2 separate regions of the Sus scrofa genome follow, and region 2 is linked to region 1. The links are chromatin contacts, called in public HiChIP or PLAC-seq maps. All regions are on one chromosome and are shown on one strand. The core of a region is the stretch at or near the end of the contact, and the rest is flanking DNA. Distances in the headings are between cores, read along the strand shown. Region 1 holds the start of LOC100737927 (adenylate cyclase type 10). Region 2 holds the start of MED20 (mediator complex subunit 20).

What was found. HiChIP or PLAC-seq counts read pairs in DNA pulled down with a chosen protein or histone mark.
Region 2: a contact with region 1 is called in an H3K27ac HiChIP or PLAC-seq map of alveolar macrophages. The contact joins the promoter of MED20 here to the promoter of LOC100737927 in region 1. A contact is called at or near these places in 1 of 5 promoter capture datasets (liver) and 1 of 2 datasets of contacts at active chromatin or transcription factors (alveolar macrophages).

The regions. Positions count from the first base shown.
Region 1 is chr7:36,409,127-36,412,786 of Sscrofa11.1, forward strand. It overlaps LOC100737927 (adenylate cyclase type 10), which reads left to right and starts at 1,393. Exons shown (of 32, transcript XM_021098668.1): 1 at 1,393-1,555; 2 at 2,472-2,576. The coding sequence starts at 1,399. It also overlaps a transcript of NFYA not described here.
Region 2 is chr7:37,072,277-37,076,211 of Sscrofa11.1, forward strand. It overlaps MED20 (mediator complex subunit 20), which reads right to left and starts at 1,874. Exons shown (of 4, transcript NM_001206352.1): 1 at 1,731-1,874. The coding sequence starts at 1,744. BYSL (bystin like) reads left to right here and starts at 2,241. Exons shown (of 7, transcript NM_001130731.1): 1 at 2,241-2,533. The coding sequence starts at 2,266.

The DNA.
Region 1 (3,660 bases), core at 143-2,642:
TGATTACTTCATAGATGCAAAAAGAATGAATGGATGAGTGAATAACTAGTTTAATGTGTAGTTCTTTCACTTCTTGAGTGTTTCTTGGGTTTGGTTTTTTTGTTTTTTGGTTTTTTTTTTTGCAGGATAATTGTAAATGTATATATTTTAATTGCACTGGTACATCGAACATGTCAGTGTCTCTACCACTGGACCAACAGAGCATTTTTCTGGCTAATGAGTGCCTGATAATAATGTCTTGATTTTCCTTTGGGACTAAACTACACAGGTTTTTTTCCTCCCAGCAGTAGGGGAGCACAGGTGATGGATCATTGATGTCATTTCAATTGTTATTTTTTAAAATAAATAAATTTATAAAAATGCTAAAAAGTGTCTTGAGTTTTGAGGAGTCTACATCCCTTGGGTTATGTTTATAATGGTTGGTAAACCATAAATACACATGCAAGTTCTGTGGACAGTGTGTCAAACTTACAGAGGTTGTCCAGCATCTCAGCTGTGTATCTCCCCTTGGTCTCTTTTCCTTCCCTTTTGGTCCTCCCACCCTACTAAGGAGATTCTGACATCTGTGGGCTGATCATACATTTGGTCTTCTCACTGCAAGTGTTAATGAAAACATAATGAAAGTAATTCCATTAGTAAGATTAGCCCTTTAGTTTTCACCAAAACAGCCTCAATTTATGGTGTGTTGTAGAACTAAAGAAGTGAAGACGTAATTTTTAGATTGTTTTTATTTATGTTAAAAAACATGCATTTTCTGATGGTTAGAAATCACAACATGCTCATCCTTTTATTGTTTTGTATTCACAAATCTGAGCAATGGACTGGCAGCTTCAGATGTGCCATTTTCACACTCAAGTCAGGGACTTACTTGAGAAAAAACGCCCCCGGGGAGCATCCCATGAGATCCAGTGATCCATCCTGGCAGACAACAGAAGTGGAAGAAACTTCCTAACAAGGAAAAGGACTGTTAAATAGCTTCGGTGTGTATTTAAAAAGTATCCTGAATTTGCTTGTCCTTAGAAAACTAAAAAGACGACCTAGAAACGAAATTCCTACTTTAGTGGTAAGGGGAAAAGACCACCCTACTGAATTTATCCCAGGTGATTAGTTTCGTCGTGGAAGGATCACCAGTTTTCAAGGAGATCAAAAATTTCAGCTATTAACTATATGCTCCGCCCTTGCCCGCCTTCCGCCCCTCCCCCCCGGAAGCCAGAGCGAGGGAAAAAGGCAATGGGAAGCAGCTGGGGCGGGGCCTCCGGCGGCTTTCCATTGGTACTGACCCAAGGATCCCCGCGCTGATTGGTTGGTGGGAGGGACCGTAAGGGCCGTGGTTGCGGATTGGCTACTATTCGGAGTAAACTTGTTTCCGGTAGCTTGGCGGGCAGCCCCGCCGCCGCCATGGCGACCGGCGAGCGGGAGGCGGTGCCGCCTCAGTGGCCAGTAGAGGCCCGCTTGGCGGCGCTGCTGCCCGACCTGCTGGTTTTCAGGAAGCCCGGGGGATCAGAACCCGAGCTCGCCACGGCCCAGGGCGTCCTCCTTGGCGTCCACGTGACGGGTGAGGACAAGGGGAGGAGCGTCGCTCTCCCCGGCCTGCAGGAGGGGCAGCCGTTGGGCCTCAGCTCGTAGAGGCCTCGGCAGTTACCGGCCTGGCCCCGGAGCGAGCTAAGGCGCTCTTTCACTGCACTTTCCGCTGCCTCCGCGGGAAACAGGGTCATTTTCAGAGCAGGAGGACGCCTTTCGGGACGACCTTATGTATCCCGAGTTCACTTCAGAAATGGTGAAATTGAGGCTCAGAAAGGAGAAAGGACTTTAAAGCCATAACAGGTTTTGAACCCAAGTTTTCCCCCAATCCCGAACATTTCCCAGTAAGCATCCACCTAATCCAATGATTTTATTTGCTCAGTAATTCCTTCTTTGGGTCTATAAGTATGTGCCTGCCTTTATTCTAGGAGTTAAAAGACTTAGTAGCTACTATGAGAGGCCTTCATTTAACAGATATTTATGGAGTTTTATGTGTCATGGATATAAAGATGAGTGATTCAGGTGCCTGTCCTCAAGGAGCTCAGCTCACCATTTTAAGTTCTCCATAAAGGTTTTTAATCCATTCTCCTTGTCAGTGATTTCTCTCTCCCTCACAGAGCAAGAGAATCCTGTCGTTTCCCTTGGCCAGGGAGTCTTAAGAGGGTATGATGGGAAAGGAGTAACTGGATTCTGAGGAAAAAGTCACTTGTGGATGAATCTTCACCATCTGCAGCTTCTAGAAACGTGGGGGCGGGGGGGCTGCTCTGCACTCCCAGAGGCAGCAGCAATCAGCCTGGCTCTGAGTACTTGCTAAGGAACTTAGCAAGGATAATGAAATTACTCATCTTGAAGAGATATGCTTCCTTCACACTGGCCTGATGTGTGGAGGGGTTAGGGGTTAAAAGTTTAGGATTTGCAGCTAACGTAGTCATTTGTGCTTTGTTGGTCAGGGTTTACAGCATTAATGGACAGGTTCAGCCTGAGCTGCAAGTTGGAACATGACATGGACAAACTGGCCCACATCTTCAGCTATTACATTAGTGACATCGTGGAGCGTGAGTGACCACTGTAGGGGAGCAAGGAGGTGTGCTGGGCTCCTGAGGGTTTGCAACACAAGGACGCCTGGGGTACTTTAAAACAGATACTAAAGGGTCATTCCTTTGCTGTCACTCCTCTTTTATTTCTTCAGGTTTGCCACGAACAAGCTAGATCTTTGCCTGTATCTGTCATTCTCCTCAATCTCACATCTGTTGACTCAGTGTTCAGAAAGGGGGAAAAATGCTAATTTTAATTTGTACTTTGCATGTTTGTATTAATTAGTAAATAAGGTGTCCCTCAGTTTGTGTCTTCTAACCAGAATATAATGGGCCTCTTGTGTGTATATAAGATGTAATTTATAAAACACCTTCCCATTCTGTTATTGCATTTTGATCCCCTGTGAGGTAAGAATGAGTATTCTTTCTTTCTTGCTTAATCTGGGGGGAAAAGAAACCTTTTTGTTTGTACAGTAAACATGTTTTGAGTACCTGCCCTATGACATACACTGTAATAGGCGCAGGGAGTGCAAAACCCTGCTCTTCAAGGAGCTTTCAGTCTAGTTAGGTCTACCTAACAAATTGGTCCTATACCCTTTAGTACTAATAAAATATTCCCTTCCTTTACTGACAGTGTCCCATAGAGTTCTGGCTATCATTCCAAGAGTCACCACAATAGTTACTTTGCGGCATCTACTTTAGCCATATAAATGGCTATGTGAATCACCCCTTACCCCTGAGGAACAAGTATAAGTCTTTCCGCTGATCTCATCAAGTTTTTGCGGGGAGTTTTTTGTTTGTTTTGCTTTTTAGGGCCACATCTGCAACATATGGAGGGTCCCAGGCTAGGGGTCCAATCAGAGCTACAACTGCCGACCTACGCCACAGCCACAGCAATGCTGGATCCTTAACCACTGAGTGAGGCCAGGGATCAAACCCACAACCTCATGGTCTCTAGTCGGATTTGTTTCCGCTGCACCATAATAGGAACTCCTTTCACACAAGAGGAGTCCTCATGGATGCTAGTTGGGTTCATTAACCACTGAATCACAATGGGAACTCCAGATCTCATCAAGTTTAGATCTCGATGAAAGGGGGAGATATA
Region 2 (3,935 bases), core at 624-3,123, 660 kb after region 1:
AAAAAAAATAAATAGTTCAAGTGCTATGAAGTTATATAAAAATCATAAAGACAATCATTATGTGGCTGAATTTTGGGAGGTACTGCATTACTTTATGACCAATTATGATCAACTAAAGGAAAATATAAAAACAGACCCCTGCTGTTGCTACAAATTGTCAGTAATCTCCATCAGGAAGAGCACTAACAAGCCACAATGATGATGGCCTTTATTTTGAAAAATAAGAGAATCCCTTAGATGATACAACTGGGGTCCAAAGTACTAGGAATCTGAAAAGTCGAGAAGGGTCCCAACAGAGGGCCTTTTCCCTCTGTCTGCCTTCTGCACTGAAGGAACAGGGGCTTCGGAGTTCTGCTCGTGGCTCAGCGGGTTAAGAATGTGACCAGTATCCATGAGGATATGGGTTCGATCACCTAGCCTCGCTCAGTGGGTTAAGGATCTGGCGGTGCCATGAGCTGTAGTGTAGGTTGCAGATGCAGCTCGGATCTGGCATTGCTGTGGCACAGGCTGGCAGCCACAGCTCTGATTCAACCTCTAGCCTGGGAACTTCCATGTGACACAGGAACGGCCCTAAAAAGAAAAAAAGAAGAAGAAAAAAAAAAAGCTGTAGGAACAGCCCTAAAAAGAAAAAAAGAAAAAAGAAAACAAAAACAAAAACAAAAACAACAACAGGGGCCTCACAGCAGAAACTGACACAATGTTGTAAATCAACTATATTTTAATTTAAAAAAGAAAAGAAAAAAACAACAGGGGCTTCCAGGATTCCATGCCTCTGCGGAGGAAACTTTTCATCTCCATTCTTCACATCCTCCTTACACTAAAAGACTTCCAAAGAGGCTCATGATGTCAACTGCAGGAAGCAAATGTGCAGTCACTGACAAGTGTGCAAGACTTGGGTGACTGGGAGGAAGAATTCCCACAGGCTCTTTTCTTATATGAAGACTCTATAGCCACTGACTCCTGATACCCTGGCCTCTAGCCCTCTCTGATTGGAAAGATGCTCCAGATACCTTTTTTTTTTTTTTTCTTTTAAGCCCTGAAATCTAGCATTTTGGAACTAATGCCTCCAAGAGCATGAGGCCCATATTTCCCTGCACTCTGACTCATAACACGTTACAGATATTAAGTCCACAGAAACTAAACCAAGCATGTAATTAAACATAGTAGGAAACAGGTTCTGAGGAGGTGATGTGCCTAACATCCCAATCTCCTAACTCCCAATAGCTTCTTTTTTTCCCCCTCTAGACCCGAGATCTTAAAATGGCCAAATTAGAACTAGACACAGGCTGGTCTAACTGCATTTAGTGGCCATAGGGAAGGGCAAAAACCTAAAAAAGATACTGCCTTCAATGTTGTCTATCTCCCTCCCCACAACCCATCCAACCTTGACTGCAGATGGGTCCTAAACCCGACATACTATTTCCGACCCCAGGCAGTACTGTGGGATGACGAGCAGGAAGAATATACCAAGAAAAACGGAAGGAGGTACGCGACCACTGGTGGATTCTTAAGATAAAAATTTTTAACCTGCCACCTTTGAGAAAGAAGGGGCGCATCTCCGAGGAAAAAGGCCCGCAGATTTCGCAGCCCTCACAGTGGTCCCCTCACCCACACAACTCGAGGGCATCTCTCTCAGACCCTGATCCCGATCCTCCTCTCGGGGACACTGGAGGCTCCACCGGCCCTTCACCACCCCAAGCTTCGCCCCACGAAATCCCTTGAAGTCCTACCAAGTCACTCCCATGATGTTAGGCCAGGAAGATGACAGTACTGAACAGCTGATACGCAGTGCTCTGCTGCAGCCCACGCGAGGTGAAACCACCGACCTAACGAAAGCTTCGGTAGTAGGAGGTGCTCCGGAAATAACGTAAAAAGTGCGAGTCCCTTCGGCGGCCACGAGGAACGGGGCGTACAGGCGCCTCCAGTGACGTCACTGCAGGGCTCCGCCCCCTAGGCTTGCAGCTCGGGGACTTCCTATTCGACAAATCACCCCGGGCCTAGATTCATGAAGCTAAGAAAGCGTGGCTTGGACTGCCACTGCTTAGAGAAGGCGATGTTAATTGCAATGAGTTTATTCGGGAGTCCAGCTCCAGGACTCAGGAGCTCTATCAGGGGGTGGGGCGGGGATGGTGGCAGGTCCGGCCTCCGAACACCAGGGGGCGCTGTAATCACCGTCTGGCCTCTGGGGAGTTCCCTGCGCCGGCGCACTCAGAGCTTTTCCTCTGTCCCCACATGTGAAACTTCCCGGCGAGGTTTTCTAGCGAAATGCCCAAACTCAAGGCCGCCCGCGGGGCCGAGGGTCAGGAAAAGCATGCGCCCCTGGCCGACCAAATCCTGGCTGGGAATGCGGTGCGGGCGGGGACCCGGGAAAAGCGGCGGGGTCGCGGAACCGGAGAAGAGGAGGAGGAGTACGTGGGGCCTCGGCTGACCCGACGGATTTTGCAACAAGCGCGGCAGCAGCAAGAGGAGCTCGAGGCTGAGCATGGGACCGGGGACAGGCCGGCGGCACCTCAAGATCGCACCACGCGGCTGGGTGAGTAGCGAGAGTGGGTGCGAGAAAGAGGATGGGTAGTTGGTAGTGGTAGGCTGAAAAGTGTCCGGCAGGATAATAGTTTGGAATTAAAAAAAAAAAAAAAAACCCAGGGGGGCGTATTACACTCTAGCAAAGGTAATGGAATGGGAGACCCAGCCCTGGCCGGATTTAGGGTGGCTGGAGACCTTCACCTAAAAGTTGAGAGTTAAGTTTTATTTGGAGCAAAATTAGGACCTAGGCCCGGGAGACAGAATCTCAGGTAGCACGGAGGAAACCGGTGCGAGGAGGGGAGCTAGGATATGAGGCAGGTAGTGTTGCCAAAACTCTGTCTCTGTCCTCCGATGCCCAGTTGAAGCACAGAGACAGGGTTTTGGGTGAAGAAGAAAAAGATATCTCTATTGCTCTGCCAAAGGAGGGCCAGAGCAGGTTAGTGCCCTAAAGACTATGGTCCCCTTGAGAGAGATTAGGAGATGGTTTTACAGTGTAAGAGTGGAAAATAGAGCCGCAGTTAAGGACCAGGGTCGAGGCAAACTTGCACGGTTTCTCACGCTCCTGTTTAGTGGCCCCAGGACTGGTTCTGGTGGTCCTCCTTTTTTCCACTGAAGAATGCTTCATACTTCATCAAGTAATAGTTCTGCAGAAGGGCTCAAAGATACTATGTATATTCCTTGAGGAGGAATCTGGACCTGCCCCAAGGTTGCACTATTGTCTCTGTTTTTTGTTTTTTTTTTTTTTTGCTTTTTAGGACCGCACCTGTGGCATATGGAGGTTCCTGAGCTAGGGGTCCAGTCAGAGCTGCAGCTGCTGACCTACACCACAGCCACAGCAATGCCAGATCCAAGCCATGTCTGTGACATGCATCACAGCTCATGGCAACACCAGATCCTCCAAGGCCAGGGATCAAACCCGCATCCTGGATGCTGGTTGGGTTCATTACCACGGAGTCACAAAAGGAATTCCTGTACTATTGTCTTTTAACTGTTCCTCCCCAGTCTCTGCATCCTCACCCTCCCCTGATTAGCAACTGTGTGAACCTGCCCTTTGGAACTCTGAGAAGGTCATGGAGGCTGAAGTTTATTTCCCAAAACAAGAAATGGATGACACAGAAAGGCTTGTGCCCAGGAGCCCCATGGGGCTCTGCTCAGTTACAAGACCTGAAACGGGGGAGTTTCTGCTCTGAGCAGAAAGAAGGATACCGTTTAAGGGCTAAAGAGGGAAAGAGATTAATTAAAAGAGGGTCAGTTTTTCCTTACTAGGCTGGGAGTATTGACCTCCAAGTTGCTTGTTTAGTCCAGGTCTCAGATCTCATCTTTCATTTGCCCTGTGAGCCATGTTCACAGTGAAACACTAGCCTCCTGGCTGCAGGATCAAGATTAAAGACATCACATCCCAGTTTTACTAC